Regions from separate parts of the Mus musculus genome. Here region 2 is linked to region 1. Evidence: chromatin contacts called from public ChIA-PET data. All regions are on one chromosome and are shown on one strand. The core of a region is the stretch at or near the end of the contact, and the rest is flanking DNA. Distances in the headings are between cores, read along the strand shown. Region 1 overlaps Rxra (retinoid X receptor alpha). Region 2 overlaps Ralgds (ral guanine nucleotide dissociation stimulator).

What was found. ChIA-PET counts read pairs in DNA pulled down with a chosen protein or histone mark.
Region 2: an RNA polymerase II ChIA-PET map of memory CD8 T cells shows a contact between it and region 1, with 7 read pairs. The contact joins two enhancer-like sites. A contact is called at or near these places in 3 of 115 datasets of contacts at active chromatin or transcription factors (embryonic forebrain, memory CD8 T cells and pancreatic cancer cells).

The regions. Positions count from the first base shown.
Region 1 is chr2:27,691,362-27,696,283 of GRCm38.p6, reverse strand. All of the region lies in intron 1 of Rxra (retinoid X receptor alpha), which reads right to left. Among named protein-coding and RNA genes, the nearest start is that of Rxra, 17 kb to the right of the region's middle. Within about 2 kb of position 2,398, at least 51 of the 459 cell types and tissues checked have an H3K27ac peak or open chromatin away from gene starts, as enhancers often do. A contact at or near this core is called in memory CD8 T cells, where this site is marked.
Region 2 is chr2:28,537,607-28,542,528 of GRCm38.p6, reverse strand. It overlaps Ralgds (ral guanine nucleotide dissociation stimulator), which reads right to left. Exons shown (of 18, transcript NM_001145835.1): 2 at 1,708-1,818; 3 at 46-239. Among named protein-coding and RNA genes, the nearest start is that of Ralgds, 6.6 kb to the right of the region's middle. Within about 2 kb of position 2,333, at least 194 of the 459 cell types and tissues checked have an H3K27ac peak or open chromatin away from gene starts, as enhancers often do. A contact at or near this core is called in memory CD8 T cells, where this site is marked.

The DNA of each region.
Region 1 (4,922 bases), core at 1,149-3,648:
AAACCAGGCAGGAGCTAGGGAGCCCCCTCAGTGGACAGTGAGGTGGTCACTTGGGTTCAGCTAAAACCTCATCTGTGTGTTGGCCACTCATCTTCTCAGAGATCAGACCAACCTAAGAATGATGGCTCTCAAATTGGCAGCTCACACAAGTGGCCAATGTCCGTCTCCAGGGACCTTTCTAGGCAATTGCCCTGTGTTTACTGAGAGTCAGCACCTAGCCACTTATCCAAGACTTATCATACTACAATGGCAGTGCCCACTTTAATCCCCCAGTTAGGTCATCAAAATGTCCCACCTGACCACAGACACCCAAGTTCCACCTCCTAGGAGGCCTCCAAGTCTCCCTAAAACCTGTCAAAATGCATTGCTCTCCTGCCCAGCCCATACCCTTGACAAATTCACCACCAGCAAGCCCCAATTATGTGGCCACACCAAGTCTACACTCGAAGCCTACGGCCCTACACATCACTGAAATCCACCAGACCACAAACACATAGCTGCCCCAGCCTCTGGACTCACTCCTGACATCGGGCTGTTTCTCAGCAGGACCCACCAGACTCTACAAACAGAACCCATTTGGCACCATGCAACACCGAACCTGGCCCTACTGCTTACAAGCCCCCGCACTGTCTGTGAACCCCACCTCAGGGCCTTTGCACACACTACTTCTCAAGCTGGAAGTCACTTTCTCTCTATGCCCACAAGTCTCCTTCTCATTCTACACCCTCTGCTCAAATGTCACCCTGAGCAAGGTCTTCCCTGGCTCCAGTGGCCAGTAAACCCTCGACATACCAGAACCTGACCATGCTCAGTGCAGGCTCCAAGCCATCCTAGCTTGCTCACCGAAACTCCAAAAGGTGAGGGATAGGTGACAAGAAGGGTGGTCTGTCCAGCCAGGCCACCCAGAGTTCCTCTGCAGCCCTCCTTGACAGATGCCCAGGTGTTCTGGCTGCCCATCCGGCCAGGGAGGTAGAAGGAGGAACGTGTCTATCCCTCAGTGTCCACCCTCCCGGAGAGCAGGAAGTACTGATCTGTCGGGAGCACGAAGACAAAGGCAGGCTGACCACCGAGCGCCCGCAATCCATCTCGGTCAACACTGTGGCGGTGAGGCCGTCCACCCAGCGATTTACATTTTTATTAAATCACACGGGGAAATTAGAGACATTATTACTTGCCTAGGCTCCTTAACCCTTCCTCTGCCCATTCCCCACACTGCTGCTGCGTGCTGGCGAGGATGCAGACTATGGATCCCTAAGCATCCATCGGGCAGCTCCACAGCGAGCAGCTGAGCGTGCCCTCACATGAGGCTTCCAATGCACAGCACAGGTCACACACCTCCTCCAGCTGCCTCTCTGCTGCCCTACACTGTCCTGACTCAACTTCCCCAGGCTCCTGAGGCCTCAGCAGAACCCTCCTCAGGCAGGTTCCACAAGCACCTAAGGATGGACACTGCCCACTACTGAGCCAATACCAAGGGGAGAGGCCAGGCAGCTGCTAGGTCAGTGGACCCAACCGACCAAACCCCATGGCCTTGTCCAGTTCCAGGCAGGGTCGGAGCTAGACCCAAAGTGCAGGCAGTCAGTCAGACATGCCACTGTCGGTCACCAGGACGACATAAGCCCTGTGCAGCTGAGGCTTTCAGTTACGGGCCTCATCCCAGCAATGCTCAGGACCACTAGGGAACTGCCCTCCTAAGCCACTGTGATATTTCCGGAGACCCATCTCCTGGAGATGTCAGTCTATGCCAGCACCTGCCAGCTGAGGACACTAAGGCCGCACTAAAGTCACAGCCACTGGGCACACCCACTCCACTGTCTTCTAAACCACCACTGGTCTAGAGCTCTCCAGGAAGCAGTTCCAGAACAAGCCATCCAGGCAAGGCCTCAGAGCTCCAACCCCACTCTCTAAGCACCTCTGTCCTGCTGAAATGTAGCCACAAAGCTGACTCCCAGGTGGCCATGACCACAGTGGGCATGTCATTTCCAACTCCATATCCACTGTCTCTTGCAGTCAGGGCCCATACTAGGCCTCGGTCTAGCACTGAGCCCCTAAAAACACAGGAGTCATGGGGAGGGTGGGAGGAACCTAACCCAGCAGGGCTGCTTGGTGGAGGCGGTGTACATAGGTAGTAATGCCTATGTCTTGTGTATTCCCACACAAGTAGACACCTGTCAGAAACAGAGAAGAGGGCACCAAAAAGAGGTGCAGAGTCTGGCAGGCATCCACAGGGACCCAGGAGGAGTCTAAAACCTAAGATTTAGCCCTACCCTGTTCTTCTAGGAACTGAGGCCTCCACACCCACCTTCATAAGAGGAATCTCAGCTGTGGGAGGGTGCCTGCGTAGGGGTTAGACAAGAAACCTCCGGTTTCCCCCACCCTGTGGCTGCTGAGTCAGGCACATGGGGCGGACCCCAATCACAGCCCCTTCCGGTGGGTGGCGAGTATTGAGGCAGGAAACTGAACCCCAAGAGAAAGCTTGAGGCCTAGCTGGTACCAGTCCTCACAGGCTATAGAAACTAGCCACCCTCCCATGATAAGCTCAGGATAAACACCCTCACACAGAAAGCGATAGGAAAACTAAGGCCTGGACAGGGGTGTGGAAGTGGGCTTGTCCATAGTTAAGCTGCAGACTCCAGACAGGCTAGGTCCCCACTAACCCATACCTGATGAATGCATGAGGCAGAGATGGGGCTTAGGCCACTCTATTCCCAAAGATATTGAGTCTAAATCCCAAGGGATGAAAACAAACAGCAGAAGGGTCAGGGAGGCCACCAGCCAGGAGGAGGACATGAGCCCAGAGGTAGGAATGCACAGGACACACACATTAGGTACCTTTGGCTCAGCAGCTAGACCCAGCACAAAGTCAGCCCTATATCGTGCATGTCGTACATTGGCAGGGCACGCAGGCCAGAGAGCTTGAGGGAGGCACCAGATCCATCTCATCTGCTGAGCACGCTCCTGACTGCTGTCTGGGGGAGGAAGTACTCTTTCCCACAGTTACAAAAAAATTGTGCAGGGGAGGAAGAAGCCCGGAATCGAACAGCTGGCTCAAGGCTATGCTCAGTGCAGTACTAGTGAGGATGGGTCCCAAGGCATGGGGGCCCTGCAGGATAAGTCTGTCTCCAATAAGGCTGGATCACTAGGAAAGACCAGTGGGGCTTGGACATGACTTTACTCTCGAGACCCTGTTGGGGCTACAGCCAGTGTGAGTCTTCCCTCCTAGCCCTGGAAACTCCTGCACTTCAGGATGGTTTTAGAAGCAGCCATCCCAAATGCCCCCTCCAGAGAAACACTTCTCCCCCATATGTACACAGCTCATTGTCCTCCCCAGTCCCATGGGGACTGCTCCTATCCCAGGCTACTGACCCATGGGCACCTCCTCTCCTGCCCCTGGGACTAGGACTCTACAGTTCTGATAGGCCCTCAGCCATCACTTCCTATTTTAGGCCCAGAACCAAGAGATAAGCCCTACTTCAACAACTCTCAAAACCACTCTAGAAGTGAGAGCCCTGGCCCCACACACAGAGATGAGAAATCAGAGAGGGAGATATGCTAGTCAGGTGCACGTGGTACCCAAGACACATATGCTGCCCAGGGTGTCCAGCCTGCTGATGGCTCCCACGGTCCCCAGGGTTGACATACACACTGCCTGGGGGGGGTGGGGTACATGTCGCCACGGCCCACTGATGGCTTACACAGCTCTGAGGCAGGAGCACCCTCATCTCCACAGGCCAAATGCCTGAGCCCAGGGCACCCATGGGCAGCCACATGGAAATCTGTAAGCTGATGGGCCTCTCCAAGAAAGACACACACACACACACACACACACACACACACACACACTGTGAGGTTCTGTTTCCTGGCCTTTAATCAAAGGATTACCTGAAAACCCCAGGACCTACACATGTAGGCTCTGCCAACACCACCACAGCCACATGCCCCATGTGGCTCACATTGAAGGGAAGCCACTACTACCACCTGTACCAGCACAGAGCCAACCAGAGCAAGAAGGACTAGGAGGGAAGCTAGAGAACTGTTCCTACTGGCCAAATGTCCCAAACCTGATGGGTGGTCTAGTACACAGACAGTAAGTCCAGCTATCACTACCCTGGCCATAAACTAAGCAGCTCCAGGGCTCAGTGACACCTCTGTGAGCCTCCCACTCCCTCCTTCCAAACCCACTGATATATGGAGCAACTCTCTCCCCAGAACTCTTAAGAGGTGGAAAGGCTTAGCAGGCTAAATCGAGAGAACTTAGTGAACCCAGGTGTCCATGAACAGCCTTCCCTGGGCCTGGGAGTCAGTGGCCTGGCTGTCCCTAGTGTGAGTGGAGTTCAGGATCCCTATCTGCCAGTCACCAGCATAAGTCCTGGTTATGCTGAAATGGCAGCTGACAGGTAGAAACCCTTACCCCAGGTTGAGCTTTGCAGGTCCCTAACACCGCATACACCACTGTGGGCTCTATCTGGGCCAGGGCCAGGGAAACAAAATGCATGTAAGCATTTTATAATAAGTCCAGCGGAATACCACCCTCACTGTACCCTACCTAGCCAGGCCTCAACTGGACACACTGCCGACACATTTCCCAAAGACCATGCCCCACCCTGCCACGAGCATACACCTCCAGCAAGAGCCGGAGAGGTGAGCAGAGAAACTGAGTCGGGCACTGAGGCTCATGCCTGCCACCACCCAGTGCCTGGAACATGAGAAGGGCAGGAGTCCCCGCCGCCCCCCCCCCCCCCATCCCAGCACCAGGTGTACTGTTCCCATGCCACACAAACATGCACATGAGCTCCTATCCAGTGTGTGAGGCTTGGGCCAGGAAGCCGGGTGGAGATTGGAGGGTGGAGCTCATCTAACCCAGAGTTTCTGAAAAGAGCCCACGAGGAAGTAAAAATAGGAAATAAAAATAAAATTGCTCT
Region 2 (4,922 bases), core at 1,084-3,583, 850 kb before region 1:
TGCGGCCGGCAGGAAGGGTGTCCTGGGTCTGGCGGCAGTGCTCACCTTTTGAACAGCAGGTCTAGCACCTGCTGGGTGGTAGTGAAGGCTCTGTAGGTGCACAGGAAGACAGTGACGTAGGAAAGGTCACTGCCCTGGAAGGCAGGCACCAGGTGTTCCACCAGCTTCTCCAGAGTACCAGCCTTCACCGTGCGCACCTTGCAGGTCTCATAGAGGTTCAGAGCCGACTCGTTCTCACACTGCGGGGACAGGAGAAGAGCGAGGTCAGTAGCAGGGTCATGTTCTCAGGGACGCTGGAGGCTGGAGCTCGGGTCACCTCCTGGACACCCTCAGCAGAATGTGGCCCAAACTGGGACAGAGGGTCTCTCTCTGGTTTTAAAGTCTTGGATTTTCAAGCAGAGTTTGAAGTGTTGAGCCCTTCAGGGCGGTTTCTTAGGTGAGTGACAGCATTCTCTAACATACTCTGTGGGAGGGGGATGTTTCCAAACTGAACAGTCCATCCTAGAGGTGGAAAGACAGGCTTACTCCGGGGGCGGGGGTGGGGTGGTGGTGGACCCAGAATGTTCCCTGAGCAAGTTCAATGACCACAGGAAAGAATCATGCTGGATGCAACAGTGGTGAAGCATGGCCGTGTGGCGGCATCAGCGCTGTCTTCTGGAATGTTATGTGGCTGAGTCGGTCAGGCTCAGCTTCTTAGCTCAAGGGACCCACAAGACTTGTTCTGAGACAGCAAGTTGCAGAGAAGTGTATACATGTTGAAGAATTTTGTCAACTTGATACATCTGACAAAATTAGAGTCATCTGAGAAGAGACCCCCCGCCCCCAACTGAGAGATGCCTCCTTAAGCCTGCTGTGGACAAGACTGCTGGGAGAGGGTCCAGCCCTTGTGGGTGGGGCCGTCCCTGGGCTGGTGAGCCTGGGTTCGTGAGACAGCAGGCTGAACAAGCAATGGGAGCAAACCAGTCAGGAGCTCCCGCCCCTCCATGGCCTCTGCATCAGCTCCTGCCTCCAGGCTCCAGCTCTCCCCTCCTGACTTCCTTCAGTGATGGATGAGGATGCCAAAATGTGAGCCAAATGAACCCTTTCCTCCCCAGCTTGCTTTTGGTCATGGTGTTTCTTTATAGCAATAGTAATCCTGGTGAGATGGCTCAGTGGATAAGAGCACCCGACTGCTCTTCCGAAAGTCCGAAGTTCAAATCCCAGCAACCACATGGCTCACAACCATATGTAACAAAATCTGATGCTCTCTTCTGGAGTGTCTGAAGAAAGCTACAGTGTACTTACATATAATAAACAAATAAGTGGAAAAAAAAGAGTTTAAAATAAAAATAAAAAAAAAAAGTAATCCTAAGACAGACCGCTTACAAAGCCTAAACTTCCATTCAATGAGGGCAAAGGGCAGTCCTGCTGTGAGAGGATTTCTGACACTAGGAGGAAGAGGACAGGGGAGGGGAGGAGTGACATGTGAGGACAGCTTTTAAACCGAGCAAAATATTTGAATATGCATGGCCTTATGGGCAATGAGAAGCAAAGCCAATGGCTTCTCTTCTCACCTGTGGGTAGGGATGTCAGCAGGATCTTTGTGCATGGGCTGGGGAAGGGAGGGAGGCTCAGCCCAGAGTCGCAAGAGGGACTGGGGCCCTCAAACAGAAAACTCTGGAAAGGAGTCTGGCAGGGTCACCCTCCTGGTCTCCTCTCCACACTTACCCCTAGCCAGCGCTGGCCCTTAGTGGCTCCTTGGTGTAGCTGGACCTTGCGCAGGGAGATGGAGTAGATGACCCCGTTGATCAGCTCCTCCCCAATCTCCTGCGTGGAGCTCTGGAAAGACAAGGCCCAAGAGCCAGGCCAGGCCATCAGGGGTCTGCTATAGGGGCATGGCACAGACAGGTGGCTTCTGGACTTCCAGGGCGAAGAAAATGGAGAGCCAGGACTCCCCTTCCCACCTGGCTCCTCACGACCTTAAGGTCAACATCTCAGGAACCTGCTCCTACTTAGTACTGGACAGCCCAACACAGTCTACCTGGACAGTACTGTTATTCAGCCATTTCAGAGACGGGTAAGTGGAGGCTGAGGCAGCCAAACTGTCTGGTGTATATGACAGATCCCCTATGCCAAGGCCCTAGCATGGTCACAGGTGGCACTGGCCTCAGAACCCAAGGCCAGGGTCACCCACACTCTTCTTTCATTGTCCCATCTGAGGTTCCAGGCTGACCAGGCAGCAGCAGGCAGCTCTTTCTAGCCCAGTGCTGGAGTCGGCACCATGGCTCTAGGGCAGGTGCAGACGCTGACCACATCTGAGGCCACTTCCTTCCCCTTCTGCTCATTCATGCTGCTGAGACTTCTTGGGTAACATGGGGGTTCCCAGCTGGCTGTTCTTCCTCATGTGAGTGAGTGGGGTACTGCAACAGTGCTGGGGATCCACAGAACCCCAAATCATGAGGCCTATATGGAGAAGGGGGTCATGTGACTGCTTCTCAGAGCCTAAAGCAGAAATGAAACATTCACTTCCTTGCACCTCAGGCTCTCTCTACTCCTGCCCTCTGGAGAAGGGATAGAGGGGACCTGATTCCTGGAAGTCAGTGGGTAACAAGAAGGCTCATGACCCTAAGCAATCCTGGCCTGGACCCTGTGGGAGTGTCATGTGTTCCTCAGCGCAGGGAACTTCCCTTCAGACACTAGTGGCACTGTCATCAGCTAACCCCTGACCCAAATCTAGAAAGTCTTTCAGCAAAGATAAAGGAGACCATGGCTCTGGAACACCCACTGTGTCGGCTCAGCGTTCTTAAAAGTCAGGGCTGGCAGAGTCTTCCTTCCCTGAGGAGCCTGGCCGTACCCAGCATCAGCAGCAGAGTCAGGGTCACACATGAGGCTCCTGCCATACAACACTGGGGTTCAGCCTGGGGACCCTAGTACAGTGCTACTTTGTAACAGGTTTTTATCGATGCCCATTAGACAGAAATGTGCCCTGGCCAGGCACACCCGCGGCCATAGCTGGATGCGAGCAGCAGTGGCCATCCCTGAGCAGGGCTCAAATGCAAGGCTTTGCTTGGCCTGGGCTTCCGCTGACAGCCCAGCAGCTGGCCTGGGCCCTGTGGGAGTGTCATGTGATCCCTGTACCCTTCCCCCAACCGAGGGGGGGCCATTCTGCCAGCTGGATGGGGGTGGGGGTGCAGACAGGCTCTGAGAGCCATACATGTCTTCCTCTGGGGAGCCGACACCCTGTTGCACAGATGGGAACTGTTCCAGCCATGAGGAGCTAAGCCCATACACTCTGCTTCCTTCAAACAATCACAGCAGAATGAATCAGACCACCTCACAATACTGAGTGTGGGCCCCTTTGCACCAGATACCCAGAGAAGACAGAGATACCCCAGGCCTGGTTAGAAAGCAACAGAGAAGAGCTTCCCTCCCCAGTCTAAGGAGCTATCCTCAGGTCCCTCTGAGGTTGGAAGGGCAGGGACCATGTAACCTGAGGCTACCTTGAGCTACCTTTCTAGTAGGCAGCCCATGTAGGAAGTGTCATATTCAAGCAGTCCAGGGAGAGGAGGGGGTAAGCTGGCCTGGTAAACAGCTGAAACAGCAAAGATGTCTGCCAGCCTGCCTGCCTAGGGCAGGCATCCAGGAGGCCTCTGAGCTCCAAGAAAGGAATGCCACATGGTTGGCTGTGTCCTTAGAGAGGATCATCTCCTCCCAACACCGCCCCCCCCCCCCAGGCCCTCAAATGTGCAAGGCCCCCAGGGACCTAGGATGAAGCTGGCTGTTGTCGCTTGAGGGTGAAAGTGTCCCTGGGAGTCCTGGGAGTAAGCCGTCCCCACAATCACAGTCTCTTCAGAGCTCCCAGAATGAGGTGTGTCACCTGATCAAAGTTCTCAGGGTGGCAGGCCAGCAGGATGTATGTCCCCAGCTAAAAGAAAGAGAGCTGCAGGCCAAGCCCAGAACAGCAAGGGGCTCAATAAGGATGGGGATGCCAGGCCTGTGTCATATCTCCCTAGAGAGCACTGGGTGGTGGTGGTGGCCGGGCCTGGCAGACACTGCTGCTTCTGCTTTGGAAGGCCTTGGCAGATGTGGTAGAGTTCAAGCATGAGATCACAGTTTCTCTCTATGTGTGCAGAGGCCGGGTGATTCTAACCTCACCACACCTACCTGTACCACAGTCACCAGGGTACCCCAGGGCTCTAGCAGGTCCCTTGCAGATCCCCTACAGCTCTGGACACACAGAGTCCACAGGACCAGACCCAGGTACTGTATCTCAGGAGGAGTCTCACTCCCCAGCTTAGCTCAGCAAGCTGGCCATGGGCTGAGAGAACAGCAGTAGCAGCTAACAGGTGGCACGGTGTGGGCTGCAGCTGACTAAGGATGGCAGACAACACCTGGGACAGCACAGGAACTGGTGATGTACGAGAGTCGCACCTGCCTGAGGACCACCTGGACTACTGGATCCAGATGGCAGCTCACTCAGAGTCCTACCCCATGCTTGGAAAGGAGCTTCCAGAACAGGGAGGGGCAGTCCAGATTCGAGTGAGCCATCTCAGGCTCTTGTCATGGAGGGAGAGCACCTTCCAGTTTTACAGGTGGAAACAAAGCCCAGGGGAGGGTTGAGGTGAGAATCCATGATTTCTCACGCCCAGGCCATGAGCTCCAAAGGAGTGGGTAAAATGTAAACATCAAGCATTAGAACCCTGTCTCAGCCCCGGCACTGGGTGGACAGCCTCGATGCTGTGCCTCTGTGGCAGCCCTCAGTGATCAGAGGAAGCTTCAGCTAGGGACTGCACAAGGAGCCTGGTTGCCATGGCAGCAGGAGAGCACCAAGACCAAAGAAAAGTCTTGGGCCTGTGCAGAGCTCCCACCGAGTCAGATTCAGGTCCCAGGAACCCTCCCTGTCAGCCTGAGTCCTGCTAATGGCCAAGTTAGCATTTCAGGAA